Regions from separate parts of the Mus musculus genome. Here region 2 is linked to region 1. A link is a contact called in public promoter capture Hi-C data. All regions are on one chromosome and are shown on one strand. The core of a region is the stretch at or near the end of the contact, and the rest is flanking DNA. Distances in the headings are between cores, read along the strand shown. Region 1 holds the start of Dpysl4 (dihydropyrimidinase-like 4). Region 2 has its middle 7.3 kb from the start of Gm32486.

The links. Promoter capture Hi-C pulls out the DNA fragments that hold promoters and counts their contacts.
Region 2: a contact with region 1 is called in a promoter capture Hi-C map of neural stem cells. The contact joins the enhancer-like site here to the promoter of Dpysl4 in region 1. A contact is called at or near these places in 10 of 39 promoter capture datasets (the 3T3-L1 cell line, cranial neural crest, embryonic stem cells and 5 more), 5 of 15 datasets of contacts at CTCF or cohesin (CD8 T cells, embryonic stem cells, large pre-B cells and 2 more), 22 of 484 Hi-C or Micro-C datasets (ECoMG myeloid progenitors, adipose-derived mesenchymal stem cells, cerebellar granule neurons and 10 more), 14 of 115 datasets of contacts at active chromatin or transcription factors (acute myeloid leukemia, differentiating embryonic stem cells, embryonic forebrain and 6 more) and 3 of 9 other capture datasets (embryonic stem cells, liver and pancreatic islet).

Annotation. Positions count from the first base shown.
Region 1 is chr7:139,084,051-139,087,992 of GRCm38.p6, forward strand. Dpysl4 (dihydropyrimidinase-like 4) reads left to right here and starts at 1,951. Exons shown (of 14, transcript NM_011993.4): 1 at 1,951-2,111. The coding sequence starts at 2,073.
Region 2 is chr7:139,302,493-139,305,992 of GRCm38.p6, forward strand. No RefSeq gene overlaps it. Among named protein-coding and RNA genes, the nearest start is that of Gm32486, 7.3 kb to the left of the region's middle. Within about 2 kb of position 1,294, at least 26 of the 459 cell types and tissues checked have an H3K27ac peak or open chromatin away from gene starts, as enhancers often do. A contact at or near this core is called in neural stem cells and stem cell-derived neural stem cells, where this site is marked.

The sequences.
Region 1 (3,942 bases), core at 701-3,200:
TTGGACCTCATGCCCACTGGGGAGGGAAGCCCACACCTTATCTGCAGCCTCATCCACAGACACTTAAAGTCATTGGAAGGACAGCCCCTTCAGTCAAAAGACGCTGGCAGTCGCTAGCTGAAGATGGCTACCAGTAAGCTCTATTTCAGTGACTTCATCAAATTCAAGTAGCTTAGGAAAGGAAAAAAAAAAAAACCAACCCTTTGGCACCTTAATAAGAACAGTTGGCTATATCCATTGTAGAAGCTCCCATTCTGATGAGGAGCTGAAATTTTACAGGTGCCTTGGGGGAGGGGGTGTCCAGGGCAGGTGGGAAGAAAGGTGGTATAGTCTAGACTCACTGCCAGGCCCATGACCCCTGTAGAGTGTCACAGCAACTCATTGTCCAGGAATGTGTTCTAAAGGACTGGCTGGGTGGACAATGTGAAGGTGGGGGTCTTTTGTTTAAAATCCATCCATCACTGTAGACTCCACAATGACAACAATTAATGTCCTGTGGGGTTAAGGGGTGTGTCTGAGAACACCTCTGGCTTGTTCCAAATCCTTAACCTCGGCTTTAGAATAGGCTGTCCTTGCTGGTCCTTAGACCCTCTTCTTACATCATGGTCCAGCATGGATGCATCATGGTCCAGCATGGATGCATCATGGTCCAGCATGGATGCATCATGGTCCAGCATGGATGCATCATGGTCCAGCATGGATGCTGCCACAGCACTTGGAGTAGACACCAGCTTCACAGCTCTTGCCCTGCCTTCTGGGAGTGGGGTGGAAGTTGTGTCCTGAGGGCAAGTCGCCAGGGTTCTTCAGGACAGTTGGTGCCTCTGGCCTGGCCCAACGCTTTCAGCACCCTCTGTTTATGGACAGCATCAGTACAGAAAGGCTTATGTGGGCTCCGAGGGGGCCCAAGAGGTTGCAGCACTGCCCCATTCCACATGCAGGCCTCATGCTAGGGGTTGGGGTCACCTGGCTGCAAATATCCTACTCCCACTGTGATAGCCGGCCCTACCCTGCATGTCTGTGAAGCCTCTGGCTGGGCTTAAGCTTGGTGTTTTCTTCTGCTGTGCGGAGGATGTCTTGGAAAATAAGAGCTATCGATGGATGCACCACCCGACAGCCTGAAGAAGTCCTCAGGTTGGTGAGCTACACCAGGAACCACAGGGCCCCCAAAGAGCCAGGCAGAGATGATCCAGCCAACGCAACCTGTCCCTGGGGCCTGCCCAATGTGGCCCCAGTCTGCAGGCCTCAGCAGGTAAAGGAAGTAGGACTCAGGTTTGGGGCAGGAAGCTTGGCTAGCTATCGGTCCTGGTCCCACCTGGATTTCTCTACAGAGTCTCCTCTTCGGTCTTCCCTGGCAGTGTCCAGTCCAGCCCTTTCATCTTTGTCTTGGTTGTTTCTCTCTGCCACTTCAATGACTACCCACCTCCTACCTTAGACTGGTGTGACCTGCCAAGGAACAGTTTGGCCTAGGCATCACCACTCCCTAGTCCCGCGGTCACACCAGGCTAGGGGATTGCGCTCCAACCCGGAACCATTCCTTGAATATGTATGGATTCTGCTAGAGATGCTAGGCTAGATTTTGGCTCCTCCACCTAGATGTGAGAATTAGTTTTGAACCCTGGAGCCTAGGATGCCTCGGGCCACCACAGAACAAGGCTAGGTGCGGCCAGGCTGGCCAGGTAACTCTTCTCCTGTCATTCCCTGATTGCAAACTTCATAAGTGATGGTCCTGACAGGTCGTAAGTCATCCTTCTCTACTCCGCACAGGTGGACCGGGGTGCAGTGGTCCCAGCCTGTGGCCTCCAGGATGCTCTTGGGGAAGGGAGGGAGAGAGGGAAGGAAAAGAAAAGGAAAAGGGAAAGATTTCCAAGCAAACCAGCACAAACGGGAGCAAGGGGGAGGGGCCCGGATGCAAATGACGGTCGGTGGGCGGGGCCTGGATGCAAATAAGCTAATCGGAGCCCAGAGCCGGGCTAGCTCACACTCGGACTTCCTAAGCTCCGCGCGTGTCCTCGTCGGTACGTCCACGCCCGCGCAGCCCCTACCGAGGACACTCAGCCCGCCCGTGTATCAGGATGTCCTTCCAAGGCAAGAAGAGCATTCCCCGGATAACGGTGAGTCGGGCCCCCGCCCTCGCTGCGTCTGCGCCCCTTGCCCACGGCGGGAGTGGCTTGGCTTGCACGCTCAACGGACGACCCTCCCGGCCCTGTCCGTGAGTCCCACACCTGCTCCAGTCCCCAGCCCAGCGCCACCTTTTCTGCCCTCTCCTTCGCGCGCCGCCAGCAGCGGAGAGAGCTCTCCAGGCCGCGCGGAACCCTTTGCGCAGTCGGCGCACAGGCCCGCGGCCCCGCCAGCTCTCCGGAATCCGGTGATCCGCTTGGAGAGGCCGGGTACGCGAGCGGCCTGCTAGCCGGAGCATAGGTGGCCGGCCTCCTGCTGGGTCTAGCGTGTGGCGGATGGGGTTCAAGTGGACATTGCCTGGAGCTCTGTCTCCAGGACGCCCGGCGGACACAGCCTTTGTTGGCCCCGGGGCCTCAAGGCACTCGGACGTCCGAAGCTGCTCCCAGAGCAGCCCGTGGCCGTCTACCCCCTGGGCGCGCCGCTTTCGTGTCTCTAGCGCTTTGTCCGAGACAAAGCGATTTAGCCCTGGCTAGTAGATCTGATGTCCCTGGAGGCCCCGAGCCCCTGCACGAAGCCGGGTTCGGAGACTCCACGGAGAGGTGAGTACTAACTGACCACTGAAACCAACATCCCTACAGAGCCCCCTTTCAGAACAGACCTCCTCAATACAGACACGCAGAAAGTGAGAGGTCAGTGTGTCCACCCTGCCGGCCAGGAAACAAAGCCTTCCCAATGGGGCTGCTGGAAGCCTCGGGGGAAGGGAAAGGGAGCTGGGATCAGCTGGACCAGGTCGCGGGCTCCGGGAGGTCTTTAAAAAGCTCTAGACTTGTTCTCATCATAAGAGCTCTGGAGTCTAATCAGGCTGTTGGAGAGGTCAGCTCCCTAGCCTTCTACGGGGAGTCCTCTTCTCCTATTAGAGGAACCAAAAGTAGTTCCTGCCTTTTGGCTGCCTACTGTTCCTAGGGGTCCAGGCCTGAGGGAAAAGTCCCACCAGCTAGCTGGCAGTGAGTAGAGATGGAGGTAGCAGTCTCCTGCCTAGTCAAGCAGTGTTCATGAAAAGAGAGAGGGCTCACTGGAATTCCCATTCATCTAGATAGTGTATATCACAGTATTGCTTGCTCCCCCAAATCCGGGGAACCCCAGAGTGCAAATTCTGGTGCCTGAAAATAGGAGTCTAAATAAGGACCCCCAGAACTCAAGATTTCTGGCTCAGAGATTCCTCCTAAGGGCTGAGTTATCCTAGATTTTTCTGATAATGGCTAGGCAGAGAGGGGAAGAGGAGGGGTGTGGTCCTGAGTACCAGCCCCACGAAGTGGGTGGCTGTGGTAGGCCTTTGTAGATACCAATGCTCAGTGAGACTGGTTAGTGAGCACTCAGACATTTGGAGAGAGTTTGTAAAAGAGCTGCAGCCATGCTAAGTAGAGTCAGCAAGCTACTTCCACGACGGGCCAGATGGGAAGTCCATTCAGCTTGGGGGCCATGCCATGTCTATCTTGCTTGAGGACTCCTGGGCAGGGTGATTTCATGGACAGGAATGGACCTATGAACCTCATCCCTAGATGCTGCAATGTGGATTTCACAAAACGTTTACAAGTCATTCTTTTCGTCGTTTCCCCCAACCAGCTTAAAAATCGTGTGTGGGTAGGGGGCTGGGTGATGTAGGCTGGGCTTAGTTGCCAGGCCTTTGGAAGACTGTGTGGTAATGACAGAATAGGAGAACCCTGAGAATTCAGCCCAACACTAGGCAGTTGGTCAAAACAGTGGAGTATACAAAGGGCTCCCTGTCGTCCTTGTAGGCTGATAAGGCTCTGCTTGGCACTCTCT
Region 2 (3,500 bases), core at 44-2,543, 220 kb after region 1:
TGGCCTAGCGCAGCTGCTTGCTGCTGGCTGATGGACAGGGCTGGGGAGGAGGAGTCAGTGTTCTGTAGTCCCTGCAGACAAGGTTTTAGTGGTGGCCTTTTAGCATGGCTAGCCCTTGTCACTTCCCCCTTTATCTGTTCTGGACCTCTCCAGAGGACAACCCCAGGAATAGCTGGCTGAACAAGAGGACAACCCCAGGAATGGCTGGCTATTTCATAGGGTCTGAACAAGGACATTGCCTCCTTCAGGAATGGCTGGCTGAACAAGGACACTGCCCCCCTCAGGGCAGAGGGACCACCCAAACCCAGAAAGAGCCCAATAAGGCCTGTCATGGGTGAGAGAAGTCTGCAAGAATGAGCTATACAGAGGGCATGAATTAGCTACCAATACAAAGTTTCTAGCTTCAGCTGCAGGGAATGATGGAAGCTCACATAAGGACTTGTCCAGGCAAAGACTCAGGAAGTAGAGACTCCTTGACACGATGTAGCATGAGTACCTATCCAGCATAGGACAGATGCCTGGGTCAGTCTGTGATTTAGCTAGGCCAGAGGACACCAGTGATTGGCAGCTCAGAACATCATTGCTGATGAGCAAATGGGGATTGTAGCTCCTATTGTGTCCATGCCCCTGACTGCCTTTGGGTTGTGGGCACAGGCTGGCGATAAGTGGGGTGAGATCAGAAACACATGGCTGACTTACCATAGATGCCAAGATACTTCTCAGGGGGGAATGCCAAGGAGCCCCTGAAGTGTTTACCCTTCCAGGTAACCCACCTTAGTTACAAGGGCCCAAAGCCAGCAGATGGGGTGGTGATGGTGGGGTACCAAGAGGAGTATCTTGAGATGGCAGGTCTAAATGGCATCACTAGACCATGACAGCCACTCCAGTGGGTCACAGAGAATGCCCACAGCTCACAGTCATAATTTAGCCCTGTGATACAGCCCTGCCATCTCGGGGTGTTGCCATTCTCAGCTCTGCCAGCAGAGGGCACCCCACACTTGTGTGAGCAGTTCCAGAATACGTGGTGCTCTAAGGAAACTGCCCAGAGCCAGCAGAACACCGTGCAACTCCATCCAAAAAGCCCTTCTGGCAGCAAACCTGAAGAAACTCATGACTGGTACTCTGAAGTTTACAGTCAAATGTATGCATGACCTGGGATAACCTCAGAAACTTCCTCCCAGACATTTCTCACCAGAGGGCAGGTGCTTTTATATTCACGAAACTGTGAATGAGCTAAGTGTTGGGTTCCGACACTCTATCAGGCAGTCCTGGAATTGACAGGCTGTGTGTGCTCTCTACACCAGCTTGGTTTGGCTTAAGAGTGGTGCAGCTGGAAAGCTATGTCCCATTGTCCTTGGCCCCCTTGCTGGTGCCCACGTGACCACAAACAGAACTGTCTGATCTTGGATATACATAGTGACTGATGACACAGGCTGGCAATGTGCAGCCTGCTTAGTGCTTCTCTGCTCATGTCTGTCTGCCTGTCTGTCTGTCTGTCTGTCTATCTATTCCTTTTGGGGGTTTTGTTGTTCTGTTTCTATTTTTTTGAGACAGGATCTCTTTACATAGTTATCTATGTCTGTCAAGGAATTCTATTTGTAGACCGGCTAGCTTTGAACTCATAGAGATCCACGTATCTCTACTTTCCAAGTCCCAGTATTAAAAGTATGAGCCACCACACCCAGTCCCTCCCTCTTTAAAGACAAGGTCTCACTATATTGTTCCAGCTGGCCTGATACTTTAGAGACCTGCCTGCTTCTACCTCCAGAGTGCTGGGACTAAAGATAGACTTGGACCCTAAATATGTTGCGCGCGCGTGCACACACACACACACACACACACACACACACACGTCAGAGAATAACTTGTGGAAGTCCATTTTCTTCCATCATGTGGGCCCCAGCGATTTACCTCAGGCTGCCAGGCTTAGTAGCAAGAACCTCTACCCTCTGAGACATCTCAACAGCCTATGCCCCTCCTCTTGCATAGTGTCTCTAATAGTGAAAGTGACCAGTGGCCGGGTGGTGGCGGCACACACCCTTAATCCCAGCATTCAGGAGGCAGGGGCAGAGGCAGGGACAGAGGTAGAGGCAGGCAGACCTCTTGAGTTCAAGGTCAGCTATAGATCGACTTCCAGGTCAGCCAAGGCTATACATAGAGAAACTATATCTCAAACAAAACAAAACAAAATGAAGTGAGAGTGAATGGCCTCAGGGTCCTTCCAGGTGGCCTGAGAGCTCACTTGGAGAAGTGAGAGCTATATACTTTGGGATAGTGGCTTGTGTCTGCTTGCAGAGGCCTCCTGAGAGACGCAAGGCTAACTTTTGATGCAGATGCCTCTTGCCTCTGGCTGGCTGGACTGCAGATCTGAATGGGCTCTACCCTCCCTGGGGCCAGTAAGGGGCTCCCTGAGCTGCACTTGACCACAGCTGCAGCTCTGTTAGGTCTCCCACTTTGAACCTGGGAGGCCCACCTAAGAGTGCTAAGAGAAATAATGGCTCCTAGAGTCCTGGCCCCCAGCACTTGAGAGATTCTGCCTGGCCCTAGACATATGGGGTTCCATGTATCTCTCCTCCCACAGATCGGAAGTTGTTTCACTGCAAGTAAAATGGCATCAGGGTCTGGGTCCATACCCCAGGCTAATTTAGCTCTCAGCATCTTCTCTTTATCTTCTTTATTCTTCCTGTCCCACTGGCTAATGTTTCTCCATTTCTGGTCCCCATTTCTGATTGGCTCTCTTGTCTCCCTCCTTCCTCCCTGGTGGCAGCCGTGCCCTCTCCCCTCTCCAGGCTCAGTCTCCAGCAATTGTTTTGCTGCTTGTAAGAGTGCTGAATGATACCAGGTGGATGAATGGATAAGTGGGTGGGTGGGTGGATGGGTGGGTGGAGATAGATAGATAGAGATAGAATGGGTGATGGAAGAATGGGTGCATGGGTGGATGTATATATGGAATGCATGTATGAGTGAATGGATATGAACAAATGGTTGGGTAGATAGATAGATGGATGGGTGGATGTATGAGATGACTAGGTAGAGGGGTAGATGGATGGATGGATGGATGGAGCATCTCATACCAGGCTGGCTTCTGGACTCTTGAGGCAATGCGTGTGGGCAGACTAGACCTTTTGGCCTGAGGATCTCAAAACCTCTGAATCTCCTTCCTTCTTTTGCTGCAGGAAGTCTTGCATGACCCTGCCCAGGTACAGCTGTCTCACACATCTCAGCCTGCTGCCCTGCACTTCACAGCCTGGTTCTTGAGTGTATACATCTCGTGCCTTCTTTAGGATAAGTGAAATCGGGTTACTTAGCTCTTTCTAGAGGGATGGGGAGGCAGCCTCCAAAACCAGGACGGATGGCGGTGCTTCTCCGGGGAGAGCTGAGAATTAGGTTCATTAGGTTGTTTCTAAATTAGTCAGAACATGATTGAGCTCCACGGGCCTCAGGAGTCACGTTCCAGTGTGGAGACCTGGTAGGAGACCCAAAGATTCTCAGGAGGCTGG